Regions from separate parts of the Zea mays genome. Here region 1 is linked to region 2. A link is a contact called in public Hi-C data. All regions are on one chromosome and are shown on one strand. The core of a region is the stretch at or near the end of the contact, and the rest is flanking DNA. Distances in the headings are between cores, read along the strand shown.

Region 1 (7,374 bases), core at 3,917-6,416, 290 kb before region 2:
TAAAGCATCTCTCCTTAAGAGCTCTCAGCGCTTCACTAAGCTTCATGTTCTTCTCATCTTCAACCTTAAGAGTCATTTTCAAAGTTTCAGATTCACGGTTGAATCGGCTGGAGCTCTCTTCCAAAAGTGTCTGAGCATCCTCCAGCTCTTTGCCCAATTTCTTATTCTAAGCTTGCGCTTCAGCAAGGGATCCTTCGGTTGAGCACAACAACTCATCTCTTTCTTTTAAGGAATCCTCAAGTTTTTTGATCTTATCTTCCAAACCCTTGACAATAACTTCATTTTTCCTGTCCTCATCATCTTGTTGCATCTTTAAAGCTTTGCTCAGTAACAAACTCTATGAAAACAAACTCAAAGTTAGAATACTCAAGCTATTATGGACATATCAAAGATAACTTGTAAAAAGGTTCTTACTTTGAAGTTAGAATAAAACAGGTTGCCTATGATATGCTGACACCTATAGCGGCTGATATCCTTTTCGAGCTTCAGGAATTCAACACTCTTAGACAGGATACTTATAATTTGAGCACCAGCATGGTCGCAGATACATCCCACGACTTCTTCGTCGACCCCGCCAAAGAGCATTGACCCCGGCTGTTGGCCACAGAAGATCGCAAATTCTTTCAACTCCGATATGTCCTCTTCAGAGAGTTGTTGGCCACCCAAGTGTCGTAGGTCGAAATTCGCTCCTTCTGAAGAGGTTTCGTCAATCTTATTTCCCTTGTCTGAAACTACTGCGGTCACCTCCTTCTCCGCAACCACATCTGATATAAGTCTGTCAATTTCGGACAGAGTGGTTGTGAGGTTTTCCTCTTCGGCTGCAACAACAACTTCGGGATCAGTCGGTTTGGCGGCTTTGTCTGCCAAAGTTGGGGGCGGGGTTTGCTCAATTGCTTGCAGTATATTCATCATGCGTCGCTTCTTTTGGCCCCCATCTCTTCCATCAGCATCCGAAGAGACTTCCTTTTTCTGTAAGAGGCTCGTCAGTTCCAATCCCAGAGGACTTAGCGGTGTGAATGGGAAGGACTCAGTCATCACCTTCAATATTTCTGAGACCTCCGCGGTAGAATACGAAGGGCTTGCAGTTAGTTTCGGCACATCTTGTGTCTTCGTCTTCTCAGAGGTTTTTTCGGAAAGCTTCCATTGTTTAGGAGCCGATACCTTCAGCTCCGGCACTATCTTTACCTTCTTCAAAGTCTCTTAATCTTCCTTGGCAGACCAGACAACTTGCCTACTCAGAATACTGATGACCCTTTTTCTCTTGACCCCTCCGGCCCCTTCATCAAGCCTTTCATAGTCAGGATACTCAAAGTTAAGAGCATCCATTACACAGTTTAATCTTCATTTTGGCTCGGTGCCTAAGACAACAGTCATCAGCTGGTCTTCTTTCTTCGTGTAATTTCCGAGAATCTCATTGCACATTGTTTCTATAAGCTCCGACCATTCAGTGCATGATTTGCTGAATCTTTTTTGAAATTTGAACCGATAAGGAAGGCGTACAAGTTCATACTTTTTCCCTCTTCCTTCTTCTTCGGCATTCCCCATCCACTAGAGGTTGGGAAAGTTCTATTTGCCAGGTATTCCTGCACCAAGTCCCTAGTGCTAATGTGCTCAACCACCACCCTAAATTCCACCTCGGCCACTTGGCAGGGGGACCCTAGCTGCATATTGCACAAAGGTCGAGTCATGCTGAAGCTCAGCTTTAAGGGACTCATTACCATGGTCATGAGCTTCTCCCTCTTCTCCTCATCAGCTTTAATGTAAAACCATTCATTAGTCTAACCGATCGGCCATTTAGTGTGATAGCCAATCACGGGGGCCTTGGTATCCTTCCGGTATGCAAAATTATAGCACCCAAAGTTCTTGTGCAGACCATCGGCTCTGGCCTTCGTCTGATAATGAAGTTCGTGCACGCGACAGAACCCTTTGGCATTGGCGCTTTTTCCTTGGCTTCAGAGAGCCCATATATAGACGCTAAGCCTAACAATAGCGTTCGGGGTCAGCTGATGAAGATATATCTCAAATCTCTTCAAAACTTCCCCTATCATATCGTAAAGGGGGAACCGAATCCCCGCCCTAAAGAAGCTCTTGAACACAATAACCTCATCTTCCCTCGACTCTGGAATTACTTCTTCTCCAGCAAAGCGAATTAGTCCATCTTCATTTTTCCCATAATAACCTAGCTTCTTCATCACAACCAGGTCCTCTGCTTTCACTGTGGATTTTCCAAATTCAATGTGACTAGGTTTGGTTGGGCACGAAATGCTATTGTCGTCTTCACTTTCGTTGTCACTCCCGACTTCAGCCTCAGTTTGTTCAGCTTCGACATTGGAGGTACCTTCGGCAGTAACTCCCTTTTGCACAACCAGACCTGAGCGCCTCATCACTTCTGATATAGGTGATGTCTCAGTCACTTCAGTTTCGTCTCCCTCACAGGACACTCTGGCAGTGGATCTTACTCTGGCATATCAGTGTTCAGTTTCTTTCAGACGAAGCTGATCTTAAGTAACGAAGTGCTCGTTTGAAGGCACAATGCAGAGAGCTTCGGCTTCGGTTAAAATTTTCAACAGCACAACTATGCAATGGCAATGAATGTTGTGGTAACTTCTCACCAACCTGTTTGTTTATATAGTCATGCAGGAGAAGAAGGCGAACCGCCAAAGCATGCATACTGGCTGAACGGTGGCCCAGCCAACGCTCGGAATATTTTAATCGTTTTTTATAACAAGCTCAGGGAAGGGGTTTTTCGGACATTCGGCATTCTGAATCCTTTGTGTTTTTCGCGGACCGAGCTCGTTACGAAAAACGATCTAGCACCGCGAATGGGCTACTGTTGGGGGTCTTCTTCTCCGCCGAAGGTTCTCAAGGCGAAAATACCTTCGGCAAAATGATATAAAGGTCTTCCCTGCCTCCGCCGAAGATTATCAAGACGAAGGCCTTGAATAGAAGCAACATTGCCAAATGTCGAAGCTACCATGAGCTTCGGTTCAAGTCAAGCAGAAGAAGAAAAGACCGGATAGACCTTAGTATTCTAAGTTGTCTGTAGGTAAATGTTGAGGGTCATGAATGTAATTTCACCCGGGTTGTGTCTCATGCCTATAAATAGATGAACAGTAATCACTCTCTCGCGCCTTCACCTTCGAGCAAGCTGAAGATATCAATGTAATATGAATTTTGTTAATATTTGTACATAGTTTATGGAATACAAATATAAGTGGATTAACGAGATGCAATTACTACTTCCATCTCTTTGCATTCTTGTCCACATATTAAATGAAGAAGGTATGTACTTCATGACGTTCGTCTGATGAGTATATATTATATCCTCAGGAAGATAATGCTTCGGAAGACAAATGTCCCTAATAACTAATAATTGTGTTGCCATGTTCTTGATTCACAACATTTGAGAACGAGTGACCAACACATACACTTGCTCTTGTTATGGGTCCATAAAGCACAAAGGGGAAGTATCATGTGTAGTGATGTCCTCGTCGTCTTGAATTAGAGTTGTCCTCGATGGCATCAAATCTTCCTCGCCAAAATATGGATGCAGGTCTGAACTGTTAAACATGTGACTAACCCCAAAATCTATATGCAACTCAAGTTTATACGCATTATCATCGATTTTCTCAAGTGCCTTGAAAGGACCCGCTGCAAGAGACATAAGCTTATACTTTCTCAAATATGGAAATCGATCTTTTCTCAAGTGCAACTAAACCAAATCACCCGGTTCTAGTTTTACACCTTTGAGCCGGTCAAGAGGCTGGTAGCTTAGCTTAGTTTAGTTAGTTAGGGAGTTCATAATAAATATTTGAATTCCATATACGTAGGGGTTCGAAATATGCCTCGAACTTGTAGTTAATTCTATAGCGCACCGGATTGTTTTGGATTTTACTCCCGGCACCGGCAGCGTCTTGCTTTGGCATGAAGAAAAACTGACTCAAACCCGGACAGCCTCTGCGGATTTGGGATCGGCTTAAGTTAGTAATATTGTACTTTCCATTTCTTTTTATAAAAAAAAGTTCAAGCTGAATGCTACGCACGCAATTATATATCAGGTTCAGGATCGAGGCAAAAGAATAGTTCACAGAGTTCAACTAAAACCATGCCGGCATGCTGATCGCGCGTTACACAGATGAACAGAGCAGAGCAGTAACGTACGCAACGCATCGATCCACCTTCCAAAGAGACTTCGAAATCGGAGAAGGAAAAAAAAGGAAAGAATGAAAAATTACGCGAACGCAAAACGCTCGCATAAACCACCAGGAACACAATAACGCGATTGCGAACGCCGGTTGACTGGTGGCCAGCGCCGAGCTGCCGGGATCATCATCAGTAGCAGGCGTCGTCTTCGTCGTCGCCCTTGACGTCGTCGTCGCACTGGCGCAGGGTGCAGTAGTACGGGCCGACGGCGTAGGTGACCTTGGTGGGGGAGGCGTGCGTGAGGCGGGACGGGACCTGGCCAGTCTGGCCGCGGTTGAAGTCGGTGAAGGCGGCGCAGGCAGCGTCGCCCGAGGAGGCGAGGCGGACGAGGCAGCGGGACGGCGCGAGGTCGCAGCCGTTGGTCGCCTTGCTGGGCACCTCGATGTTGAAGATGCCCTGGCCGTCCGTGTAGTCCGAGCCGTGGTACACCACCCGGCTCCTGTCGTCCCGGCACGTGATGCTCACCTTGCTGCCTGCACGCACGCACGCACGTGGACATGCATGGCGGGTTAATTAGCCGCCGGCCGGCCAGGTCGATCGGGGCTGTATATATATCTCGTGTCAACGGCACCACTGCCGGCGAGGCAGGGGGGAAGGGAAAGGAAAGGAAACGAACCGGGGATCGGCTTGGCGTTGTAGGCGTAGGCGTTCCAGTTCTTGGTGCAGTCCTGGCACTGCACTTTGCCCGTCACCGTGAACGTCGACGGGTGGTAGTCCGGCAGCCGCGCCTCGGCGCACGCGACGGCCACGGCGGCCACCACCACCAGCGCGAGCGCGGGCATGCCCCTGGTGCGCGCCATTGTACTTGTACCGCCTGTCGCGCGCGCTCGCCTCCGACAACCTTTCGCACGCGCGCACGTAGCCTGGCGTATGTGCCAACACACGCGCGCTCCGGAAGACCACAGCGGACTGGTGCTTGAGGGGGCAGGCAAATGCGACGGTATGGCTTTTATCGGGGACAATGCACATTTAACATTGGTGCACATTGTGCACATATTAAATTATCACCACTTATTTTAGATCTAACGTCTCTAGTTGTTTGGTACATTTTACTAAGGACACCCTTCAACGTGGTGGTGTGTAGTGGTGGAATGTGTTATTTGTAAATTGAATAATTAACTAGAGACGTTAGATTTAAAATGAGTGGTGATGATTTAATATGTGCACCATGTGCACCAGTCTTTTATGTGCACCAGATATGTCCCCTTTATCGGGAGGGATTTGTCACTCGCCGCGGGCGGGCGACGTGAGCCCAACCCAACTCTACGACTACGATGGATGGCTTTGGTTGGCCAACGACGTGCGCGCCAGTACGTACGCGTCGTGTTCGTGTCGGTAGATATCGTCCTCAGGCGCCACCCATCCATCCGTCCGTCCGTCGTGGAGGCCACCCACGGTCGGCTCTGGCCGGCCTCATGCGCACCGCGCGTAGTCGCGAGCACGTGTATCACTTGAGTCACCAAACTACTTGTTCGATCCATCCAAAAATCGGTTCTGGCTCATCCAAATACCATGGATGTGAATGCCCAGATCCGATTAACCTGTTTTTTTATTTTTATTTTGAGAGTCTAAAAACCTAAGTGACAAATTATACCAAGTTCGAGAAATGTGGATAATTTTTACTCAATCCAACCGTAAGCACCACGCGCGGACCGCAAAGTAACAGAACAACCACCTACGATTAGTTTCAGCTCAGTTCAAATAAATGATAAATTTTAGCTGGTTGGTTGTTCTGTTGTTTTAAGATCGATAGGTGGATTTATGTCGTGGATCAAAAGAAAGCTATAAAACTGCTTCTATAGTGACAAGAGATTTGGTGGTATACATCGCATCTGTTAAGTAACCCTAGTTAGGGTTATGTGGGTAAATATCAGCTTTGCCCCTTATGGGTCTCACATCTCTATATAAGGAACTTGTACATCCTCTCATAAGAGAGAGAAGAGAAAGAGGTCAGAGGCACAACCCTATATTCTGTGTCTCGTGTGTTTCCTATGTCATGTTTATGGGAAGGGAGACGAGTCTTCTACAGCTTCTCGCGCCTCTACTGCTGACGGGAGGGAAGGCAGCGGATCTGGTGATCCGTGGTGACGTAGTTCTCAACACGTTATCAGCACGCTCTACCTCGACGTTGCTGCGACACCGACTGTCCGACTCTCCATCAAGCCGGCAGGTCCCCGGGCTAGCCGAACTGTCATACGCGACAGACTTCGTTTTCGTTCACTGAATCATGAAACATGGTATGAAATTTATAGATTGAATATGAAACTGTATATGAGTTTACTCTCTATTACCTTGGCTCCATGTACTAGCACTTGCATGCACCCGCATTAACAAGTGGCATCTGGATTTGATTGGATAAAACTCATGCAAACAATTGCTACGGCAAGCGTTTCTACCGCACTATGACCCTGGCTCGCGCGCGGTGATACGGCGTGTGGCGGCGCCCACCCGCGGCGGCCTGCGCAGCGGTGGGCGGTGGCCCTCGGGCCATAGGTCCAGGTCCAGTTTCCAAGGGATCGTCAACCGGATACAGTTGAGTCATCCGTGTTTCTCACGAGATTCCTAGACAAGCCGCATACAGTAATAGCTTGCCGCGAAAAAAAAGTACCGGACCGCCGTGGCTGCAGGACGTGGCGTCTCATCGGTATATCCTAGAATGCACATTTGCATGCATGCACACGGTAATGTGCATAAAAGATGGTGCACGTCTCCCTCCACCTGTTGCCATGCCAAAAAAAAAGCCATGCATAGCAGTGGTAGAGATGGCCAAACGGGCCGCCCGGCCCGGCCCGGCCGAAAACCGGGCCGAGCCTGCTGAGCCCGCGGGCTCAATTTTCTGTCCGAGCCCGGCCCGCAGCGGGCCCGTTTAGCACGAAAAAAGCGGGCTAAACGGACCGGTAAGCACGTTTTAGTGTAAAAAAACAGGCTTAACGGGCTTAGAGGTAAACGGACCGTGCCGGGCTAGCCCGCCGTGCCTAGTTTCCTGTCCAAGCCCGGCACGACACGAAAAGCGGGCCGGGCTCGGACCGGGCCCAAAAAGCGGGCTTCGTGCTGGGCTCGCGGGCCTCGTGCTTATTAGCCATCTATAGGCAATGGGATATGCATAGGCCAGAAGCCACATGCATCAGTGCTCCAATAGGAGCCGCTGAGAAAAAAAATAGAGAAAAATCG
Region 2 (6,890 bases), core at 3,904-6,403:
CGTTTGGCGGGTTGAGGCCGAGTCGAAATGACGCAAGATGGGAGTTAGTCGTTACCTTTTGGTCGACGAGGAGCGACGTAGTCACACCGGGGACTGGTTGCGCCGTCATCCCTGGTTCGAGGGCGACGTCCTGCAGGCTTTCCGTCGGGGCGTCGGGGGCGTCGATTCGCTCGACGGCCGACGAAGCGCGGCCTCCCGTCTGGCCTTGACGGCTCTGCCTCCTCCTCCGTTGGCGGGGGAGAGAACGGAGCGAGCCCGAATATTGCTCTTCCATCACGCGGGGAAGACGTCGTCGATTCCGCCGCCGGCGGGCGGGTTGTCGGCCGCCATTGTCGTAGTCGCGCGGCGGTGGAAGAAGTGTCATGTCGTAGCTGCCGTCGAAGGACATGAACTCGAGAGTCCCGAAACGAAGCACCGTCCCGGGCCGGAGAGGTTGCTGGAGACTGCCCATCTGGAGCTTGACGGGGAGCTGTTCGTCAGCACGCAGCAGGCCCCTACCTGGCGCGCCAACTGTCGGCGTTTCGAGACAGGGGGGGTCCCTAAGCCGACGAGTGAGTGTGCTGCGTGCCCCAGCCCAGATGGGTCGGGCGCGTGGGCGAGCGCGAAGGGGGGAGAGGCGAGGTGGCCGGAGCCGAGCGTGAGAGAGGTGGAAGTCCCACGGCCTTCGTGTTCGTCCCGCGCCCAGGTCAGGTGCGCTTGCAGTAGGGGGGTTACAAGCGTCCACGCGGGTGAGGGAAGCGAGCGGCCCCAAGAGAGCGCCTGTCCCGTCCTCGGTCCCGCGCGGCCAACCTTCTCTGAGAAGGCCCTGGTCCTTCCTTTTATAGTCGTAAGGAGAGGATCCAGGTGTACAATGGGGTGGTGTAGCAGAGTGCTACGTGTCTAGCGGAGGGAGAGCTAGCGCCCTAGGTACATGCCAATGTGGCAGCCGGAGAGATCTGGGCACCCTGCTGGCGTGATGTCGTGGCTGTCGGAGGTGCGGCGGAGCCTGATGGAGGGACAGCTGTTGGAGCGGTCGAGTCCCTGCTGACGTCGTCCGGCTTCCGTAAGAGAGCTGGGGGCCGCCGTCGTCATGGAGCTTGTGGAGCACCATCATTGCCCCTCTGGCGGAGCTGGCCGGATGAGACGCCGGTCTTGTTCTCCGTGACCCGAGTCGATTCGGGGTAGGATGATGATGGCGCCTCCTGTTGACGTGGCGGTCTGTGCCCTAGGCAGGGCGACGTGGGGTTTCCTCCGAAGCCGAGGTTGAGTCTGCCTTCTGTTGCCGTGGCCGAGCCCGAGCCAAGGGGTCGGGCGAGGCGGAAGTCGTTCGGCCGAGGCCAGGGCGGAGTCCGAGCCCTGGGGTCGGGCGAGGCGGAGTTTCGTCGTCTTCCGAGTCTTAGCCCGAGTCCGAGCCCTGGGGTCGGGCGGAGCGGAGTTCGCCGTCTTCCGGGTCTTAGCCCGAGTCCGAGCCCTGGGGTCGGGCGGAGCGGAGTTCGCCGTCTTCCGGGTCTTAGCCCGAGTCCGAGCCCTGGGGTCGGGCGGAGCGGAGTTCGCCGTCTTCCGGGTCTTAGCCCGAGTCCGAGCCCTGGGGTCGGGCGGAGCGGAGTTCGCCGTCTTCCGGGTCTTAGCCCGAGTCCGAGCCCTGGGGTCGGGCGGAGCGGAGTTCGCCGTGGCGCCTTTGGCAAGGCCTGATTGCCTGTCAGACTCACTCTGTCGAGTGGCACTGCAGTCGGAGTGGCGCAGGCGGCGCTAACCTTCTGTCAGACTGGCCAGTGGAGCGGTGGAGTGACGACGGTCACCTCGGCTCTGCCGGGGGCGCGTGTCAGGATAGAGGTGTCAGACCACCTTTGCGTTAAATGCCCCTGCAATTTGGTCAGTCGGTGTGGTGATTTAGTCAAGGTTGCTTCTGAGCGAAGCCAAGGCCTTGGGCGAGCCGGTGATGTGTCCGCCATAAAAAAGGGGGCCTCGGGCGAGACGGAAGTCTCTCGAGGTCGGCTGCCTTTGGCCGAGGCTAGGCTCGGGTGAAGCGTGATCGAGTCACTCGTGTGGACTGATCCCTGACTTAATCGTGCCCATCAGGCCTTTGCAGCTTTATGCTGATGGGGGTTACCAGCTGAGAATTAGGCGCCTTGAGGGTACCCCTAATTATGGTCCCCGACACATATATTCATCTCTATTGTTTCGTATGTAGCTCTGTTCTGTCATATTATAATATGTTATATATGTCTGTTATAATTTTACAGTCATCCTGTTTAAATTGCTATATGTTTATTTCCAGTTGTTCCGTAATAATTCATGAACCATGTTTACATATTTATTATATTTATATGATTTACATGCTTCATATGTTTTGTGTTCTCATGATCCATATTGTTATGGATATTTTTTAGATCACGATTTCGATGGGTAATTATTTATTATATGTCATCATCATAATGTTAATTTATGAAATTAAAATGGTACAAAAAATGCCTATAATTCTAACCGGAAATTTGTACCAACTCATGGTTAGTAGCCTGGCATCCAAAAAATGAGTTCAACGAACGATGTGGCAACTCGTTGATGCTTTGCATGGATGCATGCGACAAAATAAAAAAATGCGGGGTCCAACATGCACACGCAACGCCGGACGGATTGGGAGGTATAAATCACGCGAAAATATGAGGGATGAGAGCAAGCGGATGAGGGACAATGGTTTTTTGGAGAAAGAATGAGGAAGCTGTTGGAGCAAGAAAAATATTTTTTCTTCCCTAATATTTGTTTTGGGTTGGTTTACATTTTTCCGTTGGAGTTGCTCTAAGCCATTCGTAAAAAGCTACATGATTTGCTTAAAGACTCCATGACCGCTATATACATGAAAAATTATTGGTTGTATTCCACTCTTTGTTTGTGCAAATGTCAGCTTCATATGACCATGTAATGAAGAATCTACATCAGTGCTTTGAGGCCTACCATGCTTCCACAATTGTTAAATTATGATAATGCATAATCGCATGATAAAAGAACAAGAGAAAATTCTTTGTATACCACATTAATTACATCCAGTATCTTATTTACTATTGTAAATATCCTAATTCCTTCTATGCTACTCAGGTGTAATTTTGTACCCTTTTCATGCCATCGTCAGTGACATAGAAGGATAAAAAAATGCATGTCATAATCTCTTCTATGCCACTGGGGATGGAACCGAATAATGTAGAAGATATTATGATATATTAATATTTATGATGACAAATAGAGTACTAGATAGAATTTCAGTGACATACGGAGAATTGTCCCAAAAGAACAAACAACAGACAAACCAACAAACACAATATCCACCCATGATCCACAAGCATAGAGCAAGAACGGCCGTAGAGAAACGCACCCTATCATCCTGATGTCATCATAGCGAAGTAAGAAATGTATTAATCTTGGTCACTATGGGGTGTTTGGTAGGCTATCCAGTCTATTATGTAGGCTATGGATGTGCAACTAGGATTGTTTGGTAGTCTGCACTAGCACTTGTGCCTGCCTTTAGCAGTGCAAAGAGGACTACAGTTGTTCGGCATACTATGTGGTATTTATTTCAAGGAAGAAAACATGGGGTTTACAATGATTGGGCCACTTGTAATGACCAAAATGTGGGTTATGGAAGGCCGCATTCCTAAAGTATGCTAGTGAGCATGAAGCAAGAATTGCATTCAATTCATATATGCATAGTCGAAGTGATGAACTTGGAAAACATTACTACAAGCATGTTGCTACACCGCCTAGTAATCAAGAGATGGTTTGTGTAGTTGGAAGGATATAGTTATCATTGTTCAGAGTACTGTCATAGTGTCATTCTTTTGCTCCTTTATTTACTGATGTAACCACACCTCACTATACATGTCCCTTTTTAATTAAGTGAGGGTGCGAACATTAAGTGAGGCCTTGTATGTCACTTTTAATTAGAAATAAGTACTTATTGTTGTAGAACAATTATGGCACTAGTAATCAAGAGAAGTCTGCTTTGTGTATGATTAATTGTGCCACTATTAACATGATCATCCATGTGGTGAAATAATACTTGCTTGTGTTTTGAACCTTGAACGACTTGTGGTTGGTAAACTCACCACCACTGTACAATAGTAGACCACATTCTGTTATGCAGGGAACCAAACAAACAAGGCATCGTGCTATGTAGGAAATTTTACACATGAAACCAAACAAGCACTCCTAGCTAACTGGATGCAACCCCTGACAGCCTGCCTAATACAACCAGGCATCAACTGTAAAATGCACAATCTTCGGTGAAAAGACAAAATACAGATGTGGTTAGTATCAATTCGTACTTCGACAACAAGCAAGATTAGCTTCCTTTGCAGACTTCAAACCAAGAGACAAAAGATGGAAACATTCTATGACCATCCGAATGTGTGAAGAGTTGGTTTAAGTATTCAAAGATTTGGCTCACATATGAAGAATATAAGATAATGTCATGAAGCTAAGTGCGATGAATCAAGCTCGAGTTAAGTGGAGTCATAATCATTCATATTAATGTCATGAAGCTAAGTGCGATGAATCAAGCTCGAGTTAAGTGGAGTCATAATCATTCATATTCTAAAGTAACCACTCAAAAAAGTCTATATGTGGTAATTACCATAACTATATTCTTGTTTTACGGGAACCCGCCGTTCCATATTTAGTACCGAAGTACTCTCTCCGTTTTTTTATTTGTCGTCGTTTAGTTCAAAAATAAACTAGCGAGACAAATATTCGAAAACGAAGGTAATATTAGTCATTAACTTGTAAATTATCAAGCACAAAATACTATTTCTAGTTACGGATAAACCTTTTCTACATTCAATCGAAAATGTTTTCGAGATTTGATAAAAGGTTCAACCTTAATAAATATAAAATAAAAATGTTCCGTTTGCTTATTTATAATGCACTATTAAATATATTTTTTGTTTGTTTTATTTGAAACCAATGTATCACTAGACACTGGAACATTTTGAAATGTCATACTAAGATAATAAACACAGAATCAAGAAGAATAGAAATTAAAAAGAGATCAGAAAAAGAGAAATTGCTAAAAAAGAAAACGCGAAACGGCCCAGGACAAGGCCCGTGGGCCGTGGTGAGCTCTCCGTGTCCGTCGGCCGAGCCGAACCCTCGGACTGGGCTACCGCCGCATGCCCCGTCCCGAATCCATTCCGTTCACCCCGTCCCCCTCGTTCTCTCTCTCGTTGCGACGACTGTGTGGAGTACCGCCCCCGCCCCCTCACCCTCACCCCCCGACGCCGACGCCCTAGGCGGCTACGCCAGGTCCCGAGGGACGGGCCCTTCATCTTCGTCAGTCTATTCGCCGGGCGACGAGCACCCGCCAGGTATTCTTACCCTTCTCTTCCGTTCCCGCTGTGTGAAACGGAGCACCTAAACCCTAACTTAAATCTGAATGCATTTGTCTATTCGGTGCCTGAAAACTTCGAACTTTTTGCAAAAAATATCTTGTGTACCATGTCTCTCTAGGTTTTGTTAAACAAGTTAGGGGTACAAATACAATACATTCTACAGGAGAATCAATCCAGAGGGGGGTTGGGCGATCCCTCTCCCACCACCCAAACCCCTCCTGCCTGGAAGGACATAATCCATTTTGTTTGATTGCCAATTTGGGATAGGTTTCGATTGTTATGGATTTGCATGTATTTCAATATTTGGCTCATGGCTGAGGCAAGTTTTAGACCATTTGACTATGTACATGATAAAATCAGTGTAGTAAACAAGATATATTATTTCTCTTGCATAATAAGATACTGAGCGAGTATCACGTATACAGAGACAACTTTGACTCAGTAATACACTAGAAATTTGTGTCTAGTTAGGCCCAACACTCAGTAACTTGGTCAATATACCAAACTTGCTCTCCCGCTGAAGCTGAGAGGTGGGCTATGAAGCAGCATCTGCACTGTGAGAGACTGAGAGCACAAATGAATCCATCAAAAGTGGTCACTAAGGAACACTGAACTGCAAAAACGAAGATAAATAAAGCATTTGTTAGAGTAAAAATAATGATCACTGAAAACTTCACGAATTGCGTTTTGCAAAGAGCACACCACTATTGAGATACTAACAATAAAGGATTTCAAGACGATTTCGTTTTGGGGCCTAAGCAATATTAAATCAGTCCTCCTCAAATAGAAAATTTAATCGGTGCTATATCAGTACATAAAAAAAGAATGCTGGATGAAAACATGTTTTTTTCCTTGTACTCGGAAAAGTGAAAAACAAAGTTTTGCTTGACCGCTGAACATATATGGATAAATAGCTCTGTGTTAAGTTCTTCCAGAATACTGTCCACGGAAAATTTCTGCTAAAATTGAGAATTACTAAATTACAAAAACTCTGAAAGTATCAATTTAGCAGTAGCACTAGACACTAGGATATTTATCCAAATAAAATGGACTTAATATCACAGGGAAAAACCTCAAATTAATCTGATCACCATACATTTTAAAAATAATATACTAGTACAGCATGAAAATAACTAGTACTCGGAAAAATGTAGAATAGACATAGAGTAACGATTTTCTGAACAATTTAGCAGAGCAAGAACTCAGTCAGATAGGTTAACCAAGAACAAATGAGAGTAGCACTGTAGCAGTAAGCTAGTAACGACCAGATAAAATTATATAATGCATACCAATGATACTGATATAATACTCTATTCTGCAGTGAACTAGTGAAGTATGGCCAGAGACAAGTGAAAACAATTGAAAATAGTAACTCTATTCTGGTTTGTCATAAATGTGGATAATCTTCTATATAAACTTGGTCAAGCATAAAACATTTCGTTTAAGATAAAACCAAAACGCCACTCTTTGCAGGGTAGAGGTAGTATTAATATTAATATAACTTTGTAAGTTCAAATCTGTGAGATTGTACTT

Evidence for each region. A called contact is a pair of places that touch in the nucleus more often than the background predicts.
Region 1: a contact with region 2 is called in a Hi-C map of ear, with 2.9 times the contacts expected there. The contact joins the promoter of LOC103637618 here to the promoter of LOC100282947 in region 2. A contact is called at or near these places in 2 of 25 Hi-C or Micro-C datasets (ear and tassel).

The regions. Positions count from the first base shown.
Region 1 is chr1:87,507,857-87,515,230 of Zm-B73-REFERENCE-NAM-5.0, reverse strand. LOC103637618 (Pollen Ole e 1 allergen and extensin family protein) reads right to left here and starts at 5,166. Exons shown (of 2, transcript XM_008659882.2): 1 at 4,820-5,166; 2 at 4,037-4,676. The coding sequence starts at 5,003. The coding sequence ends at 4,333.
Region 2 is chr1:87,218,856-87,225,745 of Zm-B73-REFERENCE-NAM-5.0, reverse strand. LOC100282947 (DNA-binding protein HEXBP) reads left to right here and starts at 5,153. Exons shown (of 4, transcript NM_001155852.1): 1 at 5,153-5,333.